2 separate regions of the Mustela erminea genome follow, and region 1 is linked to region 2. The links are chromatin contacts, called in public Hi-C maps. All regions are on one chromosome and are shown on one strand. The core of a region is the stretch at or near the end of the contact, and the rest is flanking DNA. Distances in the headings are between cores, read along the strand shown.

Region 1 (5,953 bases), core at 3,057-5,556, 160 kb after region 2:
CCCTGGAAGTCCTCCATATCCCACTCGCAGAGGCAGCTACCCGCTACTGGATTTTCTTCTTGTGGTGTCTCGGGCCTCCTAGGAGTACGTGTCACTGGACTGAGAGTGTCTCTGGTGGGACACACAGGCTGGTACCAGGCAGGGACTTGGCATTTGCGGAATGAATTACTGAATGCCAGAGCTGGCCAGAGGCTCCATCTCCACCCCGGACCCCTTTGCCCCACTCCACACCTCCAGGATTTTGATGCAGGATGGCTAGGGAATCGTGATCTGGACCAGAGGGGGGACGGGGGGGGGTGTCTCATCTCGAAGCTGCTGTGTTTCCAAACCAAGTTCAGCTTTTACTGTCAGCGTTCACTGGGGTGATTGAGGGTGTGGATGAAAACGAGAACCCGTCGAGCCCCCCTTGTGCCATGGCAATGTAGATGGGGGACCACAAGGGGTACACTGAATATGAACCCCACAGACCTCCAGATTGTGCCTTATTCTGTCATTTGGGGGGGGGTGATACCCGCCCTACTCACAGAATCCTGTTCAGGAAATCAACCCCAGAAACACCAACATCTCAAACACTTTAGCGTTCTGTTTTGCTCCAAATGAACATGAGAACACGAACCACCCTATTCTCCACCAGTGCCAATATTCCTTCCCCGCACGGCAGTAGGACCCACTAAAAGTAAAACCGCAAAGGCCACAGAGGAGGGATCCTTTATATAAAATCAGCTAGCTCCCCGCCAGAGCTCCGGGGCCCCCACCTGGGCCCAGAACAAAGAAAGGTGTCCCCTGACAGGCCGCAGTCTTGGGTCACCTATGACCTAGCTCAGCCTCCTCAATGAGCTGGTGAGACTGAGGCACAGGGGTGGTCGTAGCTGGTCTGTGGGGCAGCCTTCTCCTGGCCGCCAGCCGGACCGGCCTTGTCTCCCTACAACTGGGGCAGAAGCAGCCCCTCAGAGCTTTCCCTGAACGCTGCCCCACCTCGGCCATCCCCTGCCTCACCCCAGACATGGAAGGTTCTAGTCTGGCTCCTAGTCAGCTGGGCCAGCCAGCTGCCAGCTTCCTCCCCATTTAGCCAAAGCGTTCAAGGCCTGCTGTGCCTAATCACCCTCCTGGGCCTGGGGGCCAGTGGGTGGGGAAGGGGGCAGTTGAGGAAGCCAAAGAGAAGGCGCTGGGGGACCTGCTTCCACCCCAGGTTCCAGGGTAGATCCGGGTAGGGGGGTCCCTCTTTCAGAAACAAATGGCACAAAATCCCCAGCCCACGAGCACACATGGGGTTAGGGCTGTATCCCAGCTGCAAGGGAGGGACCCAGATGTGGTCCTGGATGGAGGGACCAGGTGTCCAGGTTTGTGTGGGACTCACAGGGCTCCCAGGACACAGCACTTTCAGGGCTAAAGCTGGGAAAGTGCCAGCAAACCAGGTTGAACCAGTCGCCCTAGCCCGGAGCTCAGGCTTCCTTAGCTTCAAGGTGAAGTCCACGGCCTCCCTGACCTCTTGGGGCGCCATGGAACACCAGGGCCAAGGTCAGGTCTCCAGCTACATCCCTCGCACACTCACGAACGCATTAGAACATGTCGGCGCACCACACATTTTCCGAAAAAGACTGGAAGGCAGGCACTGGGCCTCTCTGAGAGGTGGGATCACACGTGATTTTTTTCCTGATTGTTTTTATCATGGTAAAATAGACAGGACATAAAATATACCATCATCACCATTTTTAGGTACGAGGTGGTATTATGCCCAGTACATTAATATTGTGTGACCATCACAAGTGATGTTTCTATCTTCCAGATATCAGCAGGCGTTACTTTTGTGATCAGAAAAAATATATATATGTTTTAAAGGTGACAATGAGCCTCTATCAGCTGTCTCTGCTCACACAAAGGCAGTAAGCACAGCTAGGAGGCCGTTGGGGTTGGGGATTAGATGGGTGCTTGGCCCAGATGACCTTTATCCTGGCCAGTCCTGAAACCCAGGATTCTGACCCCTTCCAGCTTCCGGAGAAGCGATCAATGTGCTTTGGATACTCCAAGATTTGGGTTCAGATCCTCTGTCTGCTGCTTACTTGCTCAGTAACCTTGGGTCTGAGCCTGCTTCCTCAAGTGATGCAGAAGCCGTAGGGGAATGAGTGGTGGGTAACTGCACGCGGGCCCCCTGCACCCAGCGGCCTCTCCATAGTTACTTTTCCTTCCTCCTTCTTGGAATGTCTCTCTGGCACCCAGACGTGATGAACAGAGGTAAGCCCTGCTTATCCTTCAAGGCCCAATTTGATATCAAAGGCTTCTCCACGAAGCCTCTCTGATTCCCATGGCAGGGGGTACCCCTCTGCTGGCTCTCACGGCCTCTGCCCGGGGGGTACCTGGCTCCCTTCCCAGTGGGACTGTGTGATCCCCGAGCACTATCGGCTGCGTCTGAGTCATGCTGCCTTCCCTAGGCGCCCAGCAGACTTGGTGAACCTTTGCTAAATGAAGCCATCACAGGCAGAAGTGTCCCAAGCAGGCAAACTGCCCACACCCCCTCACAAAGCCAGTGGGGCTGGCAAAGGGGAGCAGAGCACACAGCTGGCTCGCCTGATGGGGCAGGTGTGTCCCCACCACCACCACCACCGGAGTTCTGTCTCTGCCAAGGGCCAGTCAGGGTTGCTGGGGAGCTGTAGACTGGCACAGATGAATGAATCCAGTACCACAAACCCTTCTGGATGTGCCCGGGGTGCCAGGCCCACTGCCAGGCCCTATGTAGCCAGTGGGGCTTCCCTGCCCTCAGCAAGCTCCCCATCTTAAGAAGAAAGGGGGTTCTTGTGGTGCCAGGAGGAGGTTTTAACATTTTCAGACAAAGGACAGTTAGCTTCCTTTCTCTCTGGGAGGCCAGAGATAAACACCCAAGCTGTCCCACCCATCAGATCCTAATATTGCCCTGAAAACCCTGAACACTTGAGCACCCTGAGGCTGTGGCTGGCCTTAGGTGTAGTCCTTTGGGGTCGCTGATAGTGACCCTGGCCAGTGTCTCCAGTCCTAGCCCCCTGTGGGCCCACAGGAATAGGCCCCAGGCCCACAGAGGCACAACCCTCCAGTGAGGGTGTTTGGGCAATGGCCAGCAAACCCTATGGGGGCCAAAGGCACCCACTTTCGCATTGGCCTTCTTCTCCTGGGGTGCTGCCCACACCATCTGAACCCCCCCCCCACCCCGTGCTCACTGTCTCTGTCCCATCCTCCTCCCCCAGAGCCCCAGGTCTGAGCAGGGACCCCCCCTACTGCTGGGGGATTCTGACCGCACCAGGTTGAGGTCCAAACCCCCTCCCCCAACAAGCATTCAGGTGTACTTGGGGGGCAGTCATGGATTCAGGAAATATCAGAGCCCAAGGTAGCTCCTCCCACCTCTCTACAAATCGGGAAACCGAGGCATGAGAGAAGAGTTGCCTCTCCCCACCTCCGAATGTAACTCCTCGTTTCCCATAAACATTTCTTGGGTGGTTCCCGGCCCAAGGTCACGCCGCGAAGGAGAGGCACTTCCCCGGGGGAAGCCAGGTCCCCGGCTCCCGGCGCATCGCTCCATACCTTCCGGGCTAAGCCATCAAACCTGGTTTCCGGCCCTCTCCTCCTTGAACGTCCACGGCAGACGTGGCGTGCACTCGTGAGTTGATCTACGCCCTGATCCACCCCCCAAAAAAGGCCACCTGAGACCCGGGCTCAATCCCCACCGCCGCTGATCCGCCCGGCGGCAGCGCGCAACCACAGCCGCGAGCTGCATAGCCGCGGCCTGGAGGTCACGGCGATGCGGGGCCGCACGCGAACGGGGACGCCGGGGAGCAAGGGCGCCGGCAGCAGGAGCGGGAGCCCCTCGCCAGCGCTGGGACCCCCGCCCGGGGCCCGGGAAGGAGCGGGGGGGGGGGGTGGCGGCCGCCGGCACCCTGTCCGGAAGGCTCCCCGCCGGTTGCGGCACCTTTGCCCGGGGTCCGGCGGGGTTGGGGTCAGTCCGAGCGCGCCGCCGCTGCCCGCGCCCCCACGACACGCCACCCCCAGCGCGGCCGGGCCACCCCAGCCGTCCTTACCCAAGACACGACGCGCAGAATGGTGTGCGGCTGCCGGACCAGGGTGTGGGGGTCGAAGGCGCCCCCGGCTTTGCCCGCTCCGTACGCACCCCCTTCCATCGTGGCTGCACCCGCGCGGTGCCCCCCGCTCGGTGCGCGCCGCCGGCCCTGCGCGTGCGCGGCGCCCCCGCCCCCCTCCCCGGCTCGCGCGGCTGGTGTGGTCGAGGGCTCCCGCCAGGGGGCGTCGTGCGCGGAGGGCGCCGCGGCGCAGGCGGGCGGCGGGTCGCGCGCGCTCGTTCTCGGGGGCGCGCGTGCTGCGGACCGGGTGGAGGGCGCGCTCGTCGCTGGCGTGGTGACCTCTCTGCGGAGCGGGGCCAGGGCGGGTGCCGCAAATACAGGACGTCCCCACCCCTGGGCGGTCGCTCTCCTGGGCCGTGCCGGCCCCATCACAGCCCGGCGGTGCCTGAGGCTCTGACTGAAACCGTCTGCGTTATTTGTTTTTCTCTCGCTGTCTGTCCCCCAACCTAGTAGGGCAGGGTCCGTGTTTGTTTTCCTAAACAGTAGGTGCCACCGGAAGATTTCTCGAATGAATGAATGGACCACGAATGAATAACCCCTCTCTCCGGAACCTCCGAAGCATCCACCTCCCCAAGGACCTTTCAGTTTCCACCTTGCTTTTAGGTTGACATCACGCCGTGGGCGCCTGTGTCTGCGTATCCCCCCCCCCCCCCCCCCCCGCCTGGAGGGGCCCAAGACATCTGGTACAGAGGAGGAGGCTGAGGAAAAGCAAAAAAAAATTTAATGAATGTGTCCTCCCCCTCCCCACTACCCTTTTCCTTAATTCAGTAATTAATTACATCATTATTTGTTCATTGTTTGCTTCTGTTAGTCTGTGGCGCCAATGGCCAGGCACACAGTAGGTGCACAATAAATACACCCTACTCTCCAGAACCGCATTACAATTTGGGCGAGGCCACCAGGTTTCATGGGAACAGGTAGGCTGGAGGAGTGCTAGTTGCAGTGGGAGAACACCTTCCAGGTCTGGCCCTTGACATGACCTACAGTCATTAGGGCCCTCTCTCCATGGCCCAGGTACCTCCATTGGTTCCAGGATCAGGTTGGACAAGGATATGCTTTGCTGCTGTGTTGTCATTCTGTGACGAAAGGACACAGGTCTGTGCAGAGGAAATGTGTGGTGGGTGTGAGGTCACGTCTTAGAAATATCACCTTGGCAAATGTCCATTGTAGGCTGTTTACCGAAGGTTCATTCTGTGCCCGGCCCTGTGCTAAGTCCTTTGCATATATTATCCCTATTTAATACAACAACCTCATACTAGCTGCTATGATTATATAAAACTTCTAGAAGAAAACACAAGAGAAAATTTTGTGACCTTGGGTTGGGCAAGGAATTCTCAGATATAACGCCAAGACCATGATCCTTAAGAGAAAACAATCCATTAATTGAAGTTCGTCAAAACTCTTCAAAAGTCACTGTTAACAGGAATGAACGAAGGCAAACCACAATGTGGGAGAAAAATCTTTACAAAACATACAACTGATAAAGAATTTGCCTTCGGGGCGCCTGGGTGGCTCAGTGGGTTAAAGCCTCTGCCTTAGGCTCAGGTCATGATCCCAGAGTCCTGGGATCAAGCCCTGCATCAGGCTTTCTTCTAGGGAGGGAGCCTGCTTCCCTTCCTCTCTCTCTGCCTGCCTCTCTGCCTACTTGTGATCTCTGTCAAATAAATAAATAAAATCGTTAAAAAAAAAAAAAAAAACCTTTTGTTTAAAAAAAAAAAAAAAAGAAGAAGAAGAATTTGCCTTCCAGGTTCCCCTGGCTGGCACAGTCGGTTGAGTGTCAGACTCTTCGTTTTGACTCAGGTCATGACCTCAGGGTTCTGAAGTCAAGTTCCGAGTTGAGCTCTGAGCTCAAG
Region 2 (5,840 bases), core at 3,084-5,583:
TTGATACACAGTACGTGTTCATTGGACCACTGAGCTATTAACCCTATGGGGTTATTTTTGGTTTTTTTGAGGAGATGGTGATGGCGATTTGTAACCCAACTCACAGTCAAACTAGATTAACACAAAGATTCAGTAACTCATGAGTTTCTTGCCGGATCTGCTACCCCTCCCTGTGCAGGAAGGCTCCCATGGGCATCAGCCCTCCCCTGGCCCCCACCGCTGAAGGCCAGTCTGCCAGGCAACCCAAGTGGCTGAGGCGAACCAAAAGCCCTTACGTAAGGCTCCTCGCTACCCCCCCCCGCCCACTTTCCCTCTCGATCAAACACAGCACCCTCCCCCAGCTGGCACGCCTGCCACCTCAGCTAGTCTTCCTTTTCCTGTCTCCTCCTCTAGTCTCAGCCAACTGGTCACCAAGCCCCACTGCTGTGCACACATACTTACGGGCAGCCACCCCACCCCCTCCCTTCGCTCCATGTCATCTGGACAGATCTACTGCCTCTAGCATCTCTCACCAATGTCTTCATGGCCAAAATCCCTCTTCCATGCCTGTCCCCTGCTTCCCAAAGCTGTGACGGTCCCCCTCTCCTCAGATGTCGCCATCTCTTCAATAGGGGAATCAGCATCCTCGCTGACTTGGCCCAGCCTCAACTCTGGCCACTTGCCGTACAGGTCTGCCCTTCGAGCCACAGCAGACTCAGGTTTCAGGACTACCAAATGCCATTTCCACTGGCGTATTTGCTTATTCCTGCCCATCTGCCTGGCAAGCTTTTCTTTCTCATCTGAGGCAGTCGTCAAACATCCCCTTCTCTATGGCCACCTATGGTCCTCCTGCCACCCTACTTCAGGCAGAATCCTGTCCTCATCCCACCTCCAAACTCTTTAGATGACCCTCTAGTACACAGCTGCTCCCACTGCGATTACTTCCTGTGGATCTCCACCTTAGACCGAGTCCTTGATGGTCCATATCATTTCTCTTTATCCCAGAGCCTGCCAGAATGCCAGGACCACAAAAGGCCCCCTGGAAAAGCTGCTGAATTAAATATACTCATTAGGTTAGAGGGGGACTTCTTGGTAACATGCTATCAGGAGTAAACAGGGCTCACAAACCTCCTACTAAGCACCATTCCAAGTGCTGTGTGCATGGTCTCATTTAATTCTCAAAATAACTGGATAAAGGTACCATTCTCTCCATTTTACAAATGAGGAAATGGAGGCCTAGAAAAGTCTAGTGATTTGCCCTAAATCCCAGCTATTAGCAGCCGTGCCAGGTTTTAAACCCAGACACGGTCCTTCGAAGTCGACACACTATACTTACTTTCTAGACTGTAATAGAACCCAGTTATGTCTGGGGAGTATGATCTGACCCACGAGGTAACTGAACCCACTGGAGAATGAGCCAGCCTAGAACTGAGCTCCAATAGTTTTAACTAGTATATTTTCTAAAATTTTCATGTCAAATATTCCATGAAATAAAATGGCAGTAATAATTCTGTTCTGGTGGGGCTTGAAACTCACAGCCTATTTTTTCTCAATTAAGAAACCTACTTCTGTTAACATCTGTATTTCCTCTACTGATTTCTAGTGACTATGGTCACTGAAGTGACTTTCCTGGTCCTTTGCATCCAAAAGAAAAAGGGGGGAAGAAAGAAAGAAACCTGTAAGAATAAGTGTCAGGTGCTCAGGTGTCTCAGTGGTTCAAAGCCTCTGCCTTCAGCTCAGGTCATGATCCCAGAGTCCTGGGATTGAGCCCCACATCAGGCTCTCTGCTCCGTGGGGAGCCTGCTTCCTTCTCTCTCTCTGCCTGCCTCTCTGCCTACTTGTGATCTCTGTCAAATAAATAAAATATTAACAAAAAAAAATAAATAAAAAAGAGTAAGTGTCTACCTACCTGAGGCTTCTTACTGCATCTGTGAGGTAGGGATGGGAAAGAGCAGGAGTGTCTATGGAAGACACCTATGTCCTCTTTCCCTTGGAATTAGAATGAGAGGGGAAAGGAGGGGATCCTAAATAATCCCCCCCAATTTGCTGTGGAGGAAGACCAGGCCCTTTTCCAGCTGCCTCTCCCGGGCCTCAGGATCCTCTAGCTTCTGATTTTTCCGGAACTCACGGCGGATGTAGGCAAGGTAGAAGTCTCGATCAGTGTAGCGAAGCTCTCGACCCTGGCGCAGCAGGGCCCGGTAGAGACTGAGCACCGCCTCTCGGCTCCATGGGGCCATGGGGGACAGGTAGGGGGTGGGCGTCAAGCTATAAGCAGAAGGGAAAAAATAGAAGCCTAGAATCAGAATTAATTATGGAAGGGGTTACAGACACTATCTTAAAATTCAGGATTTCTTAATCTGGGCCAAGGTCACACTATGACTTAGTGACAGGTCGAGGAGTAAACCCCAGCCTCTCAATCCCCTCTTCTGGGAAAGTACAGGTTATGCTGAAGGGCTAGGCCTTCAATTTTGGCTCTGCCATTTACCAGCCATATGACTTTGGACAAAGTACTTAACCCTTTTGAGCACCAGCTTCCTCAGTTGTAAAATGGAAATGGTACTATGTTAAAGAGTATCTACCTTCCACTCTAGGTTATTTTGAGAACAGCGTGAGATAATGCACGGAAAGCCTCTAAAATAGAACTTCACCACAAGGGGTGGTCCAGAGTGGCTGAAGGCAAGGGATCTCAGCCAAACTTGAATTCTGACACCACCACTCGTGAAAGGATTACCTTGGGCAAGTTTCTTAACCTCTCTGTGCTCACCTCAGTTCTACATTTGCAAAATGAGGATTACGACTGTATTCTGCCCACATGGTTGGTATGAGAATTAAGTGAGTTACATATGTAAATGTGTTTAGAATAGTGCTTGGCATGGGGTGCCTGGGTGGCTCAGTGGGTTAAGCCTCTGCCTTCGGCTCAGGTCATGATCTCAGGGTCCTGGGATCGAGCCCCACGTCGGGCTCTCTGCTCAGCGGAGAGCCTGCTTTCCTCTCTCTCTCTGCCTACTTGTGATCTCTATCTCTCTGTGTCAAATAATAAATAAAAAATCTTTAGAATAGTGCTTGGCACATACTGGATCAGTGTTATTTATTTCTAGTGGGGCCTAGCCTGGTTTGTAAGTACTCAATAAATATTACATTTAGTTACACAAAAACCGCCACCATCTCCTTTCAGTAATGAATCTTCACACAGGTACAGTGTCATTTATAAAATGCCTTGTCATTCATCACCACGTTTAAATTAAGGAACCTATGAGGTGGTCAGGGCTCCCAACAATGACAACGAACACTTACTGATTACTACATACCACCCGAGTTCCAGGCACATCCCACAGAATGTCACACCTTGTTCTATCAACAAACCCAGTGTCATTATCCCCATTTTAAGTGGAGGAAATTGAAGCTCCCAGAGGGAAGTAACTTGCCCACAGGCACACAACTGGAAAGGAGGGTGCACTCCTAACCCCAACTCTGCCTGCGGCTGTAAGGATAGTTACCATTTGCTCGGGCAATACCATGTAAAGCACAGGTGCTCCACAAACTCTCCCAGCACATATAAGGGCCCCCTCCCAAAATACTCTGGATGAAAGAATTAACGTCCCTATGTGGAAAAAATGATCACCTCTATTTCAGATATAAAGAAATAAGACTGAATGAGGAGGTATCTGATCTGAACTTTGAGCCCAAAGTCGGTCAGCCATCAGTGTCTGGCCTCACTAACTTCCTGCGCGAGCCTGAGCAAGCCACCGTCCCCGTCCTTTTTTCCTCAACTGTAGAAGAGCTCCCCTCAGCCCCAAGGGCCCCCCGGAGTGGGAGACATGAATCCAGAAAATCCATAGGAAAAGTGCTTTATGAGGTTCGAGGCGACTGTCACGCGAAGGCTGTTACTACAAGGTCGCTCGGCAATTGGGCGACTGTGCCCTGGCCTGTTCCCAGTTCCTGCCCCTACCCTGGGGGGCCAGGCCGAGGCGGGATGGGGAGACCCTCGGCTAGGGCAGGCCGGCTCGCGAGCCCCGGGAGGCCTCCGGAGGCTGGGGCGGGGCCACGGAGCGGCCTCCCAGGGGAAAACCTGAGCGGTCTGGGGCAAGACACCCGGTGGCCAGGTTGGGGGGCGCCGGCCGAGGTCCCGAGCGGAGGCTCGCCGAGCCCCGGGCCCCTAGCCCCGCTCCTCCCCTCACTCACCCGCGGACTGCGCGCGCTACCACTCCTCGGAATTCGCTTCTCGCCCGGTACCTCTCCCGGGGTCACCCACCAACATGGCCCCTTCACTTCCGGGACACGACCTTGCGCACGGAGTTGAGGGGAGGGACTGAAGAGAGCGTGGGGGCGGGCGGAGGCGGGAGGACTTCCGTTCTTCCCGGCCGAGACCTCTCTCGGGGCGGGGCCTAGAGCCTCACCGGGCCACGCCCCCTCAGGCGGGTTCCGTCCCGCCTCCATGCGTGACGTCACCAAGGACAGGCTCGCGGGGGCCGTTCGGGGCCTGCCCACCTGGAGAACCGCGGTGCGGTGGGCGGGACAGGGCGGGGGTTCCGAAACCCTTCAAGGGCAAAATGTATTTATTGGCACCAGTTTTGTGCCGAGGGCTGTTATTTAATTTATCCATTTGCTTCTCTTCACTAGATTCGAGGGCAGGACCCGTGTCTTACGGAATCCTTACGTCCGCTCCCCACGGCATCTCCATGGTGCCCAGTGCGGCCAGGCAAGGGAGGTTTGGAGTACAGCCCCGGGGCACTCCCAGTTCCAGCTCCACCACTTAAGGACTGCCATTTGCCAAGTTCCCTAACCTCAGCCTGGGACTCAGGAGAATTGAAAAGTATCTAGAGGAGCTGGTGGGTACTTAGGGAGCAGTTTCCTGGCCACTTCCATTGATTTCTGCAACATATCCTTGTCAGGCACTGGGCCTGGCACTGCCACAGGTGTTGCAGGAAGGAAAGATGGAGTCCTGTCTTCAAGCCAGGGCTGACCCCGGAGGTGAGACCAGCTGGGAGGACCGCCGCTGTGAGAGGCTGGGGTGAAGGGAGTGTGGTGGGCCAGCAGGCCGGGGCGGCTGTCTTACATGGACGGGTGACATGTGGAACTTCCCATTTCCCTGTGGTTGTGAACACCATTCAATGCTGCCTTTTTGGCCTTCACAGCCTTTGCTATGGCTTCTGCTTTAGGAGAAGCAGGCGCTTTCTTCACTTTCAAGTCCATCTTCGGGCAGAGTCCCTGAGTGCCATTGCCACAGATTCAGTCTGGCTGGAGGAGGACTAAAGGCATCAAGGGCTAAAGCAGAGAGATTGGTCAGAAAGCTGTGACAGAAGCCCCCCGGGGGGACAGGACAGGGGCTCAAACCAAGGAGGCCGCAGTGGAGGGAAGAGGTGGTCAGATCCCGGAAGTCTTTGGAGGGAGAGCCACTGCTCATGTGGTGCATGAGAGAGAAGGGTCACTGTGGCTTTGGGGTTCCGCGTGAGCAGCTACCCGGCTGCCTCCCTCTGCCAGCTTAGTTAGGAGCATATTCCAAGCATTCCAAATTGCTAGAAGAAGGCTGTTTTCCAGGGACCTCAGGTCTCCACTCAGATGAGGGGAGACTACCTTGTGTTATAGAGAACCCGGCAGCACTGGAGAGGTGGTGAACCCCTCCTTTCTGGGAAAGGAAGGATCCAGTTGTGGGCCTCAAGGAGAGAGGCTTAAGACTTAGGAGCAATGGTGGTGTGGAGTTGAGGCTCTTAGGCTAGGGTCTAGATCCCCCGGAGCCAGCTTGGCATAGGGAGACCAGGATGAAATTCAACAATTCTCTCCCCTCACACTCACAGTGTGGCAGTCCCCGGCACTTATAGTGCCTTTGTGAAACACCTCTTATGTGCCAGACATTGGGAATG

Evidence for each region. Hi-C and Micro-C count contacts between places; a contact is called where the count stands out from the background.
Region 1: a Hi-C map of spleen shows a contact between it and region 2, with 4 times the contacts expected there. The contact joins the promoter of SYNGR1 here to the promoter of MIEF1 in region 2. A contact is called at or near these places in 2 of 3 Hi-C or Micro-C datasets (fibroblasts and spleen).

The regions. Positions count from the first base shown.
Region 1 is chr6:9,021,807-9,027,759 of mMusErm1.Pri, forward strand. It overlaps SYNGR1 (synaptogyrin-1), which reads right to left and starts at 4,307. Exons shown (of 4, transcript XM_032346232.1): 1 at 4,044-4,307. The coding sequence starts at 4,142.
Region 2 is chr6:8,866,129-8,871,968 of mMusErm1.Pri, forward strand. It overlaps MIEF1 (mitochondrial dynamics protein MID51), which reads right to left and starts at 4,334. Exons shown (of 5, transcript XM_032346230.1): 1 at 4,162-4,334.